Regions from separate parts of the Mus musculus genome. Here regions 1, 2 and 4 are each linked to region 3. Evidence: chromatin contacts called from public Hi-C and HiChIP or PLAC-seq data. All regions are on one chromosome and are shown on one strand. The core of a region is the stretch at or near the end of the contact, and the rest is flanking DNA. Distances in the headings are between cores, read along the strand shown. Region 1 has its middle 44 kb from the start of Gm2788. Region 2 overlaps 9130015G15Rik (RIKEN cDNA 9130015G15 gene). Region 3 overlaps Nav2 (neuron navigator 2). Region 4 has its middle 19 kb from the start of Gm2788.

Evidence for each region. A called contact is a pair of places that touch in the nucleus more often than the background predicts. HiChIP or PLAC-seq counts read pairs in DNA pulled down with a chosen protein or histone mark.
Region 1: a contact with region 3 is called in a Hi-C map of liver, with 1.9 times the contacts expected there. The contact joins two enhancer-like sites. A contact is called at or near these places in 1 of 484 Hi-C or Micro-C datasets (liver) and 3 of 115 datasets of contacts at active chromatin or transcription factors (embryonic stem cells and pancreatic cancer cells).
Region 2: a contact with region 3 is called in an H3K27ac HiChIP or PLAC-seq map of stem cell-derived neural progenitor cells. The contact joins two enhancer-like sites. A contact is called at or near these places in 1 of 484 Hi-C or Micro-C datasets (bone marrow-derived macrophages) and 4 of 115 datasets of contacts at active chromatin or transcription factors (cardiomyocytes, embryonic stem cells, pancreatic cancer cells and 1 more).
Region 4: a contact with region 3 is called in an HNF4G HiChIP or PLAC-seq map of pancreatic cancer cells. The contact joins two enhancer-like sites. A contact is called at or near these places in 2 of 484 Hi-C or Micro-C datasets (bone marrow-derived macrophages and embryonic fibroblasts) and 2 of 115 datasets of contacts at active chromatin or transcription factors (embryonic stem cells and pancreatic cancer cells).

Annotation. Positions count from the first base shown.
Region 1 is chr7:48,923,643-48,927,041 of GRCm38.p6, reverse strand. No RefSeq gene overlaps it. Among named protein-coding and RNA genes, the nearest start is that of Gm2788, 44 kb to the right of the region's middle. Within about 2 kb of position 1,686, at least 24 of the 459 cell types and tissues checked have an H3K27ac peak or open chromatin away from gene starts, as enhancers often do. A contact at or near this core is called in liver, where this site is marked.
Region 2 is chr7:49,118,790-49,122,369 of GRCm38.p6, reverse strand. 9130015G15Rik (RIKEN cDNA 9130015G15 gene) reads left to right here. Exons shown (of 4, transcript NR_154465.1): 4 at 1-433. It also overlaps a transcript of Nav2 not described here. Among named protein-coding and RNA genes, the nearest start is that of 9130015G15Rik, 42 kb to the left of the region's middle. Within about 2 kb of position 2,074, at least 48 of the 459 cell types and tissues checked have an H3K27ac peak or open chromatin away from gene starts, as enhancers often do. A contact at or near this core is called in stem cell-derived neural progenitor cells, where this site is marked.
Region 3 is chr7:49,396,124-49,399,386 of GRCm38.p6, reverse strand. Nav2 (neuron navigator 2) reads right to left here. Exons shown (of 39, transcript NM_175272.3): 4 at 1,232-1,304. Among named protein-coding and RNA genes, the nearest start is that of Gm51447, 41 kb to the left of the region's middle. Within about 2 kb of position 1,521, at least 111 of the 459 cell types and tissues checked have an H3K27ac peak or open chromatin away from gene starts, as enhancers often do. A contact at or near this core is called in liver, pancreatic cancer cells and stem cell-derived neural progenitor cells, where this site is marked.
Region 4 is chr7:48,899,038-48,902,291 of GRCm38.p6, reverse strand. No RefSeq gene overlaps it. Among named protein-coding and RNA genes, the nearest start is that of Gm2788, 19 kb to the right of the region's middle. Within about 2 kb of position 1,686, at least 27 of the 459 cell types and tissues checked have an H3K27ac peak or open chromatin away from gene starts, as enhancers often do. A contact at or near this core is called in pancreatic cancer cells, where this site is marked.

The DNA of each region.
Region 1 (3,399 bases), core at 437-2,936, 470 kb after region 3:
ATTACTCAGAAGCATCCCTAAGGCAATGGATGCTGGCGGTAAAGGGTGGGAGGGGGTGGTTCTTAAATGTGAAGGTGGTTGATACAAAGGACTCCTGCCAAGCCAGTTAGCCAGGGGACAGCAGACAAATAGGCACAGGGATAACTTTAACTGGTGTCTTCCTTAGGATTACTATTGCTGTGATAAACAAAACAAAACAAAACACCATGACTAAAAAAAATTTTTTTAAAAAGCAATTTGGAGAGAAAGGGGTTAATTTCATCTAACAGTTTCACATCACAGTGAAGATCACTGAGAACAGCCAGAGGAAAAACTCAAGCAAGGCAGGAACCTGGAGGCAGAAACTGAAGCTGAGATCGTGGAAGAATGTTGCTTAGTGGCTTGCTCAGCCTGCTTTCTTGTAAAACCTAGGACCACCAGCCCAGGGATGGTACTGTCCATCTCCCACATCAATCATTACCTGGAAAATGTACCACAGGCCAATCTTTTGGGCCTTTTTTCATTTCTCAATGTAGGGACACTTTCTCAATTGAAGTTCTCTCTTCCAAATGACTCTAGGTGGAGTCAAGTTGACATAAATCTAGCCAGGATAACTAGTGTCCTTTCCCCTGTTGTTGCCCGAGGCCACATCAAAGCAGCTGAACTGGAGCCTGAGGTTCCGGGGTGATAGCAGAGCAAGAAGAAACAGAGGCAAACTGTTGAGCTAAAGGCAGGAAATCTTTCAAAGTCCCCCTTGCCAGGCCTGGACATAGGAGTGTCAGACCCTGTAGCTGTCTGCACAGAGTTCATACTGTCAATAGCAGACCTGAAAGAAACTAGGACTAGTCTGAGTCACCTCTTACCTCTCCCCTAACCGAGTCAGATACCATATGCTGTGATGAGCAGGAGAGACAGGCATGGCAGAAATCTCAGATGTGGGGAAATCCCCAGGCAGGGGTCCTGCACCTAGCCCATGTGCACCAGTTCTGGCAAGGTGAGCTAGGCGTCCCAGAGAGAGATAACTTCAGAGTGATTTCTGGGCAAAGCCTGGGCAAGTGAAAATCTGCCTGAATTCCTCCTCTGGAATCCAGCAGGCAAATAAAGACCAGGAGACGCTATGGCCAAAAAACATGTAATGTATCTGTTTTTAACATCAGAAAGACAGAAACCTAACCTCGGTCAGTTCAGCAAGATTTTATTGAATCTCGTATATCATCACTCTTCTTCTGTGTGGCATTTGTTCTATTTAATCTGCTAGCGAGTACTCAGGCAGGCAGATAGGACTCTGTTTTCAATTATCACTGTCCTGTTGTTCAATTATCCTGCCTGTGGATATATCCACAAATATCACGCACTCAAGTAAACCTGGGAGGCTCCTACCTAACGCTAGCTCACAGGCAGTGTAAGCCCAGGAAAATCTCTATATGCTCTCTTCTTGACTCAACTGCCTCTCCTGTAAAATGGGCAGAGCAAGAGTACTTGCCTCACAGGGTTACCATGGGAATTACGTGAACTAATGCAGTCTAAGCACCTAGAACACTACAGAAGTGCCTAGCAGTTCCATTCTTTGCTATTTTAAGGAGTGAATATGAAAGTCGCTCTGTGGACAAATTCCAGGCATTTCCTGTTTAGCACAACTCTTCTGCTATGTCTTCCTGATAAGGAGAGAAAGAGGAGGGTTATAGCCAGGGCATTGGGGGCAGGACATAACACTGGAATGTGCTGGTGTCAGACCTCACAGAGCAGTCCTGGAGGCCACATCTATGCCAGCTATGGCCCTATTGGTGCAGATAATGTTCTTAACCGGGTGGAAGAAGAATGCTAGGTACTGGTAGACATATACCCTGCTCCACTTTGGTCTTTTAACAGCCAGTGTTGCCTCCCCTCCCTGGTCCTGGGGATGTCCATGGGAAGTCATGGCATAAGAACATCACTGTCATGATGTTATCCGCCAACATAGAGAGCGGGAAGAGCAGCAGGGTGGGGAGCAGCCTCAACTGCTGGCTTGACTGAGCAAAGTGTCTTTGTTGGGGTTCCACCATGACCAGAAGGAAGTTGAGGAGGAAGGGGTTTATGTGCCTTACACGTCAACAGCACTGTTCATCAACAAAGGAAGTCGGGACAGAAACTCAAATAGGACAGGAAACCTGGAGGCAGGACCTGATGTTGAGTCCTTCATGGGCTTGCTCTCCCATGCTTTCTTATAAAATCCAGGACCACCATCTCAGGGGAGGTACCATCCACCATGGACTGAGGCTTCCCCTTCAATCACTAATTAAGAAAACGTCCTACAGCCAGATCTTATGGAGGAATTTTCTCATTTGAGGCTCTGAACTTTCAGATAACTCTATCTCCCATCAAGTTGACATAAAACCATCCAGCAAACAAAACTACCTTGCTTATTCTGTCACCTTACCTGTAGAGTAAACTCTGGGAACAGACCTTTGTCCTAGCCCTTAGCCCATCCTGAACTGATGGTTTTAGCCACCTCTACAGTTCCTGAGTTCTACAGCCCTGATACCTCCCTCTGTCTGGTGCCTAAGGGGTGTCACTGGTTAAGCCTGCTGTATCCTGGGTTCTGTCTGCAATTATCCCCCCAGAGTGACATCTGCTTCTCTAGCAATGTACCAGCTCAAGGAAGGAAAACAGGATTTACTCCCAATGACAACTTAGACTGATTGGCCATGTCTAGCTAGAATGCAGTATCTGGAGAGTGGTCCGTGTACAGGCCAGTCAGCGTCAACTAGTGCAAGTTCAGGGGAAAGAGATAACAAATTTATGGTTTGTACATTGGCTGATACTATTCTGGGCCCAACAGCCCAAATCTTTAGCCTCTATAAGAAAATTTCCTCTATAGAAAAAATCCCTCAGATTTGACCTCTGAGGGTTCCAAGAAATTGCCAAATTCAGGTTTCCCAAAATGGAAAGCAATCCCCACAGACTCCCAGGGGACCACTAAAACCTTACTAGGTGGTGGCCAAGGACAGCCTGCCCAGCCCCCACAGGCCTTAAAGGCAGCCTATAAATTGTTCCAGCTGAGATGTTTCAGTTTGAGCACGGAAAGCCCCACATCCCAAGAACACGAGTCCCATACATTTTTGTTTGACCGTTGACGATACCGACAGCGGAGGTAACCAAACCTCCTCTATGTGGAGGAAGTGTGCCTCATTGACTCTGCACTCTGCAGCTCATCTGGGAGATGTCTAACCCCAAGGACTTCCCATTCCGTGGTGCGTCCACGGGGCGTGTGGCTGAAGCAGGAAGATGATAGAGAGATCCATCTGGAACCAGGGTACTTAGCCACTCTCACTGGCTGCAGGAAATGAGATCCATGAGACTGCCCACATGGCCTGTCTGCTAGTTACTCACTAATCCCAGGGACTTGTGGAACCAGGCAGGTCTTCCTTTCTCTGCAGTTAA
Region 2 (3,580 bases), core at 825-3,324, 280 kb after region 3:
ATTCAACCAGACTTCATTATAATAAATGGATTAAGCCAGTCTCAGAAAGACAATGTTTTCTCTCTTACACGATTCCTAGATTTAATATAGATATGTAAAGCCATGCATGTATGTAATAAATGTAAAAGTGAAACTGTCTAGGGAGCAGGGGACCTAACTGAAAGGGGAAGAAGGGTGCAGGTGGGGGTGGGGAGGAATATACTCAATGCATATTACATATGTATGTGAAAATATCCATACCCAACAAGCGACAGGTGCAAAGTATAGACACAATGAAACAAATAACAATAAAATAAACTCAACAGGAAAACAGAATTCAGTTGTAATGCTCTGGAAAAACTGTTTCAAATTAGAATTTAAGATACATAGATACGCCTGGCAGTGGTGGTGCCGGGCGGTGGTGGTGCACGCCTTTAATCCCAGCACTTGGGAGGCAGAGACAGGCGGATTTTTCTGAGTTCAAGGCCAGCCTGGTCTACAAAGTGAGTTCCAGGACAGCCAAGACTATACAGAGAAACCCTGTCTGGAAAAACCAAAAAAAAAAAAAAAGGTACATAGATACATATTTTCTACAGAAAGGACCCTGAATGCAGACTAAAGATCAGTTTGTAGAAGGCACTAATCTCTTACTAGTGTCCCCCTCCCCTGCTCCTGATCAGCTACTTATTGTCACTTATTCTGACCTTGGAGGACAATGTTTTAAAACGAGAAAGACCTCTCAGAGGTTTTTAACATGAAATGTTCCATCCTCCTTTTTTACTACTGGAAAATAGTGGAAAACCTGACTCCCTTTGGATTCCTGTAGAGATTTTATCAGTTGGGCCTTGGAGTCGGCTCTGTACACCCACTGACTGGCTCAGCCTGCGCAGCCAGAAGGGGGCAGCACCACTCCGCAGAATTCCCTCCGGGCTTTGCTTTTCTGGTAAGTTCCCGCTGGCTGGCACCACACAGTCAGGTTGGCATGGCTTTCAACCTCCTGCCTTAGCATGCTGGAGGTGTATGTACCTTCGGGAGGGCGTGGCAAAACCAGCAGGCTAGACTCAATTTGCAGTGCCCGAGTGCACCTGAAATGTACTCTGGCATTTCAAGTAAAACTGTCAGGCTGTAGACGGAGGAGGCCACTTCAGCTTTGCTGGACACTTTACAGTCTGCTGAATGGCATCTTCTTCCGTCTCTCATCCTTGGGAGCTATGGGGAGCCAGTGTGTGTGTGTGTGAGTGTGTGTGTACACGTGCACGCGCACGCACGCACGCGCATAGGCATACACACATCAGTATGGACAAGCTGGAAGCTGTGAAGGAAGGCTTTCTCCTGGTGCTGACCCAGGGCAGAGAGCTGCGGGTGCAAAACTCTGTCTCCTGCTTCACCCTGATGAAGCTCTTACACTCTTCTGCCCTGGGGACGGGAGGTACCTAGGAGCCAGGCACATTGGATACCTAACCTTTCTATGGCTCTCAGCACCAACACCGTCACCTCCTATACCTTCTAGGGGCTGTCCCCTCCGCCATCCAGATGACACTGAGGGGGAGGTTTTCTTCAAACAGAAAAACAAAGCATGGAAGAAAATAAATGCACTTTATTCACTGCCCCCCGCAGCCCCCGCCCCCCAAAAAGAGAGCCTTGCATTGGGCAGGAGCTTCACGAGACAGGTGGCTTTCCTGGGTCCCTTCCAGTGATTCATGCAGTAGCAGAGACAGCCTTTCTTCTTCTTCTTTTTTTTTTTTTTAGACCAAGAGGCTTGTCCTGTCCCCACATAAATGTGTCCAGGAAGAGCACGTGACTACTATGCTGAATACACCGGCAGTACGACCTCAAAGCCTGTGTCTCTTCTCTTGTTTCCCCTCCCCTCCTCTCCTATTCTTTTCTTCCCTTTACCCACTCTCTGCTCTCGGTTTTTTGCTGGGCACGATGGACACAGAAAGAATCTCTCTGGCCACGTTCATTTCGCCGCCACGGGCAGGATGCTCTCGGCACCAACGCTCCCTTTACCCTGTTGCCCTGCCCCCATACACTCACGCTGCAGTGTTAACTCTAAAGAACTCGGAAATTCCTGGGTGGGCAGAACTGTGGCCTGGGAAACCGTCCTTCACAGACAGCGTTTTTTTCAAGAGAAAATGCCTCACTCACAGCCTGCCACTGGCCAATGAACGCGCCTCGGCTCTCAAACGCAGCGCTGAAACTGGCTTTTTTCCCCCCATTTCCTCTCCCAAATGCCAATGATATCTGTGAGCCTGAAAAATATACTGTTCTTCTTATCCTTCATGGCACAAAGCGGTTTCCTCTCAGCCCGTGATGAACAGATCTCTGGTCCAAATGGGATCCAGCCTAGGCAGCTCTGCTATGCCAGGGTGGCTCTGGGAGAGGCTGAGGGTGAGGAGGGAGTTCGGGGCCCATTGAGGGAGGTGTTGGTGCCTCTGCACTCCCAGACAGAATGGCACTGCCCCAGTTTTCTGGGGATTGTGTTCAAAGAGGGGCTAAGGGATGGCCTGAGCCCCCAGTGACTAGAAACTGTGAATTCCCAGTAGACACCCTGCACCCTCTGATGGTTCTATACATCCCTGGATTTCTTTCACTCTGGCTCTTGCCCTTTGGAGCCCCTGGGGTGGTGGTAGTGGGGCAAATGGCCACCCACTTTTTCTCTAACCCTTCTTGCCACCTGCTCCTTACAGGGTTCTGCCCTGTGTCCTGTGCTGCCTTCATCAAGATCTGGGCTGCTCTAACTCAGCCATAGGAGTAGGGCCCCTCATCAGTAATTCACTGGCCCCCTTCCTCCATAGGGTGGGGGACCCGAAAAACTCAGCAGCTTCTGAACTGTGGGGCAACAGAGTCCTGGATCATCATCCTTAGCAGAGGAGAGGAGAGGAGAAGAGAGGATGAGAGGGGAGAGGAGGGGGGAGAGGGGAGGAAGGGAGGGGAGAGAGAAAAAAAGCTAAGAAAGGCAATGACCACAATCCAGAACCATTCTAGAAGTTCAGTATACTTCAGGGGGGGGGGGAGGCATTGCTCTAAAGGATGGGTGTTTTCCCACCACTGCCTTCCTGCAGAAACAAAGGAAGCAGGACGTGGCTGGCTTCATAGACTCCTTCTTCACAGTTTCTCATTCTGTTTCGACAAGACAGCTGCTAAGGCTGCTATTCTTAAACCCTGTGTGCAACCTCTGAGTTCCTGTAGCCAACACACGAAGGAAGCTGTGAACGTGCACACCTGGTGGGCGGTGAGTCCCAGAGGGAGGGTGGGTGTGGAGCCGGGGAGCCAGGCGAATGCACCCAGGTGGCTCCTGGCCTGGGATTGCCACCTGAGGCCACAACCCAGCCAGGGGGGACTTGCATGGCGAGGGCATGACCTTTAGATGTCCACCTCTGGGGCATGTAGGAGAAACTCTAAGAAGGTTCCTATGGTCCTTACCCCTGTGGAGCTCAGAGCTTGGTTTACATAAATAGAGAACTTGATTGCAATTCCAAATAAGCCCATTGACCCCCTGCCCATGTTCTGATAGCAACTGTGGCAAGAACAGTGATAGAAGTGGGTAATCCTAATCTCAGAGAAGCCATGGGGCCATGTGGGAAGAAAGGAGCTTTAT
Region 3 (3,263 bases), core at 272-2,771:
TTCTAAGGATTTTTCTATAAGTCCTGAGATTAAGGTTGGCTAAGCTACCCCTGAGATTCATGGAACCGATAACCAGACCTGCCCAAGGAGAATTACAACCATTTTCTGACACATTCCGCATAGAGTCACACTATGGATGTAGAAGCCGTGGATGCCACCCACCTCCAACATGGAGGAGACAACAGTTCAGAAACACAGCCTGATAGATGACGCAAGCTTTCATCTCTTCGCAAAGACAAGGCATTAGCCCATGCAGGACCCATAAGGTCTGCTAACTTACCTACTCCATCTGTGGACTCCAGCTTACTGCTCTCTCAGCCCCACCCCAGCTTCCAGGGCCAACGCTCTTTTTACATCTTTTCAGAGCACACTCCTGCTATGCCAGGAGGAACAACTGCACTGCCCCGACTGCACTACCTGTTCCGGGGAAAACTGGAGGCAGGTGCAGCCTAATGAGCTGGGGAGATGCCTGGCCTATGGCAGCTTCAGAGCCGGCAGCTGCCTGTGTTTACAAACAGGGGGAGGGGGAAGGAAGGGGAGAGAGCAAGGGGGGGGGAGAGAGAGAGAGATTGAGAGAGATTGAGAGAGAGAGAGAGAGATTGAGAGATTCCAGGTGGAAGTGTTGCCTGAGGACTGAGGAGGTAGATAATTCTGGCCAGCGGGCTCCAAACTATTATCCCACCTAACAACACTCCACTAGCAGACACTGTTGATGCTAATTAGCCACCAAATCCAAGTTAATTAAAAGCTAATCGGGAGGCTAAAAGGTGGTAGTGTGTTCGCAAACCTCACTCTCTCTGTCTTCAAGAGCAAGGTGAGATGTCACCAGCAAGGACTAAGCAGTTCCCTTGGGCGCTGGATGGTTGGACTTGGTTCTGTGGTTGGATATTCTCTTTCCCACAGATAATGGCTGGTTGATAACCTGCTGCGCCACGGGACAGGGAATCAGTGTTGTTGAAGCAGGAACTTCTCTAACTGGAGCAGTGTGCTCCCATTCTCTTCCCCCACACCCTCTGTGGCATGCAGATGTGGCATGCACACAGGGCTGCATTCTTAGAGTGATCTGAGAACTGTGAGAAAGTTAGTAACGTCAACTGTGCTGGAAAGGGCACCCAGCCAGGACAGCCCACCGGCACCCCTGGTCAGGACTGCAGCAATTGACTGTTAGGTAACAGGTGGGCCTTAACAGGTGGGTATCACAAATGATGAAAAGGCGTGGGCCCTGACTCACCTTCTGCAGACAGCCCCTGGGTGTTGATTCCCTTAGCTGCCAGGAAATTCAAGCAGGCATCTATGTTTTCAATCTAGAGGGGAAAAACACAAGACACGTTTAATAACCATTCAGCTTTCTCCAGACCCACTCACGAGGAGCCAACAGCAAGCAGAATGCACTCGAATTGACCAATGAGATAGACGGGAGCGACGAGGTTAGGACTCTCAAAACGCTGTCTGTACTAGCGCAGGAAGCAGTTACTTAATATCCTAACCACACGGTGCCAAAAGTCGAGGCCTTGGACTGCTCACAGATGCCAAAAATAACCAGGGCGGAATGAGATCTCTCATCTTGATCAATGTCACCACAGTGTGATCCTCAAAGCCGGAGCAGTTGCCAGTAACACGGAGGTGGAGATGAAATTGATAGACCCACCCATCCTCCAGTTGCTGGGGGGAAATTTCCAGTCAGTAAAGAAGCAGGCAGTCAGATGTCCACATGGTGAGCGGCAGTTTCAGCAGGAACCAGGGTTTACCCACAAAATTCTCAGCCTGGCAGGAATTGCAGGTGACCACAGAGTCCCATGACCTCTGGGATGCCGCTGTCCTTTGTCCTCTCTGTGGCAAGGATAGAGCCACCAGCCGGAGTCTGGGAGGCTGCCCGTGTTTGCTAGTGTTGACACCAAGGCCAAGGGCAAATCGATGTCAGGCCTCGAACAAAAAAGCAATTAGGTCATTCCCAAAGGTCTGATTTGACTTCGGCTGTCAGGCCTAATTACTTTTTTTGTTTTAAAGGAGAATATTCTGGCTTGATGAATGTCTCTGGTGACCAAAAGTAAAAGAAACGGCTTTTAACTGGGCACAGCGACCTTTGGACATCACAGAATTTGCACTACACAGTGCCAGTTCCACCACTCCCATCCACAACTAATTCCTGTAATGGGATTTCCCAGACTCTCCAATGTTTATATGCACTCAACCCAGTATGTACGCCACGGAATTTATTCTAAATTAACAGAGGACTGCCTTTCACAATGAACATATTGTCCTTATCCCCACTCTCAGGCAATGTCTTGATGGCTCTAGCTGGCGAGAGTGTTTTAGTTTAATAGCTCCGAGCACAGCTTGGCTCTGGGCTGGTCCTCATGAATTTGATTCACCCTCCTCTATGAAGTAGACTTCATTCTGCCACTGACTTCTGGCATTCTCCCTTTCCACTCCAGCTTGTAGATCTGCTCCTACCTCCTGAGGCCTTGGGTTCCAGGAGGGTGTTAAAACATCGAACAAATTCCATGCTTTTATCATGGTCTCACTGGGAGGGTGGTCCCCACGGTGGTGGTGGCTCCCACTGTTTAACTCATTAAACAGGCCCCAGGCCACCTGACTGAAACTGTGCCATCTTAGAAGAGCCCACACAGCCTCCAGCTAGAAGTAACTCTCTGTAGGGAACCCCCTTTTTAATTTATTTGTTTATTATATGTGTATGAGTACACTGTAGCTGCCTTCAGACACACCAGAAGAGGACATTGAATCCCATTACAGATGGTTGTGAGTCACTATGTGGTTGCTGGGAATGAATTGAACTCAGGACCTCTGGAGGAACAGTCAGTGCTCTTAATTGCTGAGCCATCTCCCCAGCCCCACCTTTGTTAAAACCCGGGTTCCCACTCCTTCCAGCCCACCTTGAAGGTCCTCCCCAGGCTGCTTTATAATCATGAGACCACTAAGTGAGAGCACCTTAGAGGGAAATGAAAGTGGGGAGAAAGGAAGAGATCACTTCCTGAACCCTATCACATGGTGTGTGGAGGGTGACCTGCTCCCATTTGAAAATATAGTAAGAGTTAGATTTCCAAATACTGTTTTACCCTATTACAAAATCTTGCTTGTAAGAGAAAATATTAGTCATAAAAAGAGAACACTGTCTATGATGGTTTTGTTTCTATTTATACAGCAAAACACATAATAGAAGATTATGGGACCACAAAGAAGCACTGTTTTATAGACAAATACATGTAATATGTTTACACACACACACACACACACACACACAC
Region 4 (3,254 bases), core at 437-2,936, 500 kb after region 3:
GTTAAGTTTCAGCCTCCATAAGAATGAAGGCTTTTCTATACATTAATTTATTTTAGTAAATAATTATTCTGTTTGGGTGAGGGAATACACGTCTCCATAATTTAATAATTGGGAGGCTATTAACGTGTGATTAATAGGAGTCATAAATGAACACTGATAGTTTAAAATTACTTTTTTCACTCTGAATCAATGAGATAAAGAGGGGTGGTGGGGTGGGAGAGTTTCCCCCCTCCACCTCCCACTCCTGAGAACAGAATGTATTATTTCTTCTTGGTGTGAGAGCTGACTCTGACACCTACTGTGCTTCTCTTTAGAGGTGTGCGTGTGTGTATGTGTGTGTGTGTGTGTGTGTGTGTGTGTGTGTATGTGTGTATGTGCATGTGTATCTGTGTGTTCATACTAAGAAACAGAAGAGCTAAGGAAAATCGGCAAGGAGGCAGCACAAAGTGGCCCGATCTTTCTAGTCTAGAGATCCCTCTGCCTCCTACCACCATGCCTATGAGAATTTGTTGCTCTGGCTCTGAGGAAAGCTAACAAGAAAATAGCAAATACTGGTAAGGACATGGAAAGCCATGAACTCTCATGTGTCCTTGGTTAGCGATGAGTCGGCGCAGCAGTAATGGAGCGGTATGGACATCCCTCAGAAAACTGCTTGCTGTGCAAGAACGAAGACCCGAGTTCGGATCCTCAATGTCCACTTAAAGGTGCTCATCTGAAGTCCCAGAGCTGGGGCAGGTTGGGGATGCGTCTAGACAAAGAGCAAGTTGGGGGAAAAAAGGTTTATTTGGCTTCTAAGCCACAGTTCTTGATTGAGGAAAAGCAAGACAGGAACTCAGCAGGACATGAAGCTGAAACCACAGAAGAGCCTGCTGACTGGCTTTCATGTTCATCTCATGCTCAGCCTGCTTCCTTATATAACCCAGGCCCACCTGTCCAGGGGTGGCACTACCCACCGTGGGCTGGGCCCTTCCACATCAATCAGCAATCAAGAAAATGCCTCAGAGACGTGCCAGGAGTCAATCTGATGGAGGCAGCTTCTTAACAGAGGTGACTCTAGTTTGTATCGGGTTGACAATAAAAAACAAACAAACAAACAAACAAACAAAAAACAGTATAGTATGTGATATCGCAAAGCCCGTGGTCAGGCGAGAAATAAGTTTGCAGAGAGCTATATAATACCAAGGGTGACAGTCCTCCTACACCAGGAGCAGGAGACAGAGCTGTGGCAGCAGTGTTAGGGAGGGCTCCCTGCAGGAGGTATCTTCATGGGGACTCTTACTGCATTCTCTGCCTTTTTTGTTTACTAGTAGATGTACTTATTTCTGCACTTAGATGTGGGTGTCAACCCTCTACACAGAGAGAGACACACACACAATCTATTATTAACCATGTCTGGTTTGCTGCTAAACTAAACAGAAAAACAGGATGCAAAGCTGGCATTAAGTTCTCACAATAATCCTTCCTCCCCACAGGCCCAAGGCCCTGAGACAGGCTCCAATGACATTACAGACCTGGGGACACCATTTCTACTGGACATTTAGTACGTTTTAGTTAGTGACACGAGTAAATAAAGTTCATTTCAACTCTGAAAGGATAGGACCAGGTGCCTTGAACAGCCAACTATCCACGAGTGAGGGGAAACAGAAACCTTATGCCTTAGCATCACACCTGTGGCTGCACAGGAAAGACAAGGGGGGGGGCACTGTGGCTCTGCATAGCAAATAGCCAGGAGCCATGCTGCTAGAAATCAGTCACAGTGAGCTTGTGTGATCAGGGAGGGAGGCACAGAGGAGGGGGCTTAGACCTTTTTGTCCCGCCAAGTCTGGGGGTGAGGGGGTGCAGCACATTCACCAGCCAGTGGCCGAGATAGCTGTGAAGGAAAAGATCAGGCTTACACAACTGCACAGAAAGCAGAGCACACCCAAGGACGACTCACTGTGGCTTCAGAAAAAGAGGCAGGAAGAGGGGAAGGCGGGTGTGGATTCTGTTCACATTCATGACCCAGAGAAGCCCCCTCAGGAAACAGGATGGTAGTGACTCAGTCATTTATTTATCCCATGAGAACTAAGAGAGAGGTGACATTCCATGAAATAACTGAGTTCCACGAGAACTCAGAAGAGGCAAAAAGCAGAGCTGAGCCTGATAGTTCAGGCGGTACAGGTGGTGTGCCCCTGTAGTCTCATCTACCTAAGAGGCTGAGGGAGGGAGATGGCAAATTCAAGGCTCACCTGCGCTATTAGATATGTTCAAAAATAGCTGGAGAAACTCAGCAAGACCCCGTCTCAAAAAAACAAGTAAAAATAATGGGGATGGAAGCAGAGAAGATATGTTCAAAGGTGGGGCAATTGTACAGTGTGGAGATCCCAGCTCAAAGGATAGTATTGAAAGAAAGGGGGGAGAGAGAGAGAGAGAGAGAGAGAGAGAGAGAGAGAGAGAGAGAGAGAGAGGGAGAGAGGGAGAGAGGGAGAGGGAGAGGGAGGTGGTAAAAATACAATATTGCAATGTAGGAGTATTAATTGTAGCATTGTAGAAGCTATCAGCAATACATCAAGATGAATCACAGTTGCTCCTACTGAGTAATCGGGTTCCCCAGTCCACTCATTTCCCCTACAATGATAGACTTCAGGCAGACAGGAGGCAGAGAATCCAAACCAAACCCCTTCTATACCACAGAAAGGATGCTGATTCGACCAAAAGATCATCCTCTGAGTAGCCACAGGACCTCAGGAAACTGGCCTCGGCTTCCAAATTGCTGAGTTTTGCTCTGCACTGCCTGGCTATTCCAACCGACTTCAACCTGGGTTTTGTCCTTGAAGCTATTGCTGCATATATAAGAAGAGCCTTAGTATTTCTTGGGTGCAAATCTTGCTGGTGCTTAGTAACAACAGCCCATAGGGATGCTGCAAGATACTGGGAAGGCGAGTAAGAGATGTGAGAGTGCAGAGGAGGGTGTCGCAGTTGCTTCTATTTTTAACAGGTGAAGAAGAGGTCCCAAGAGCCCATTATCAGCCAACAGGAAACAGAATGAGAACTCCTGACTCCTTGTTCTGAGTTCTGTCTGCCAAGCCATCTTACCCACACGGCAAGAGTGTTGAGCATTTCTTGGTTAAAGGTCTTCCTGGCATTGAGGAACAGCATCCGGGAGAGATGTTATACGGATGCAGGGAAAACATACAGAGCGAGCACACCGTGCCAAGCTTTGCGCTCCGTTCTCTTCGTGTACTGACCTCTTTCGCAGTGAGACAGGGACATGA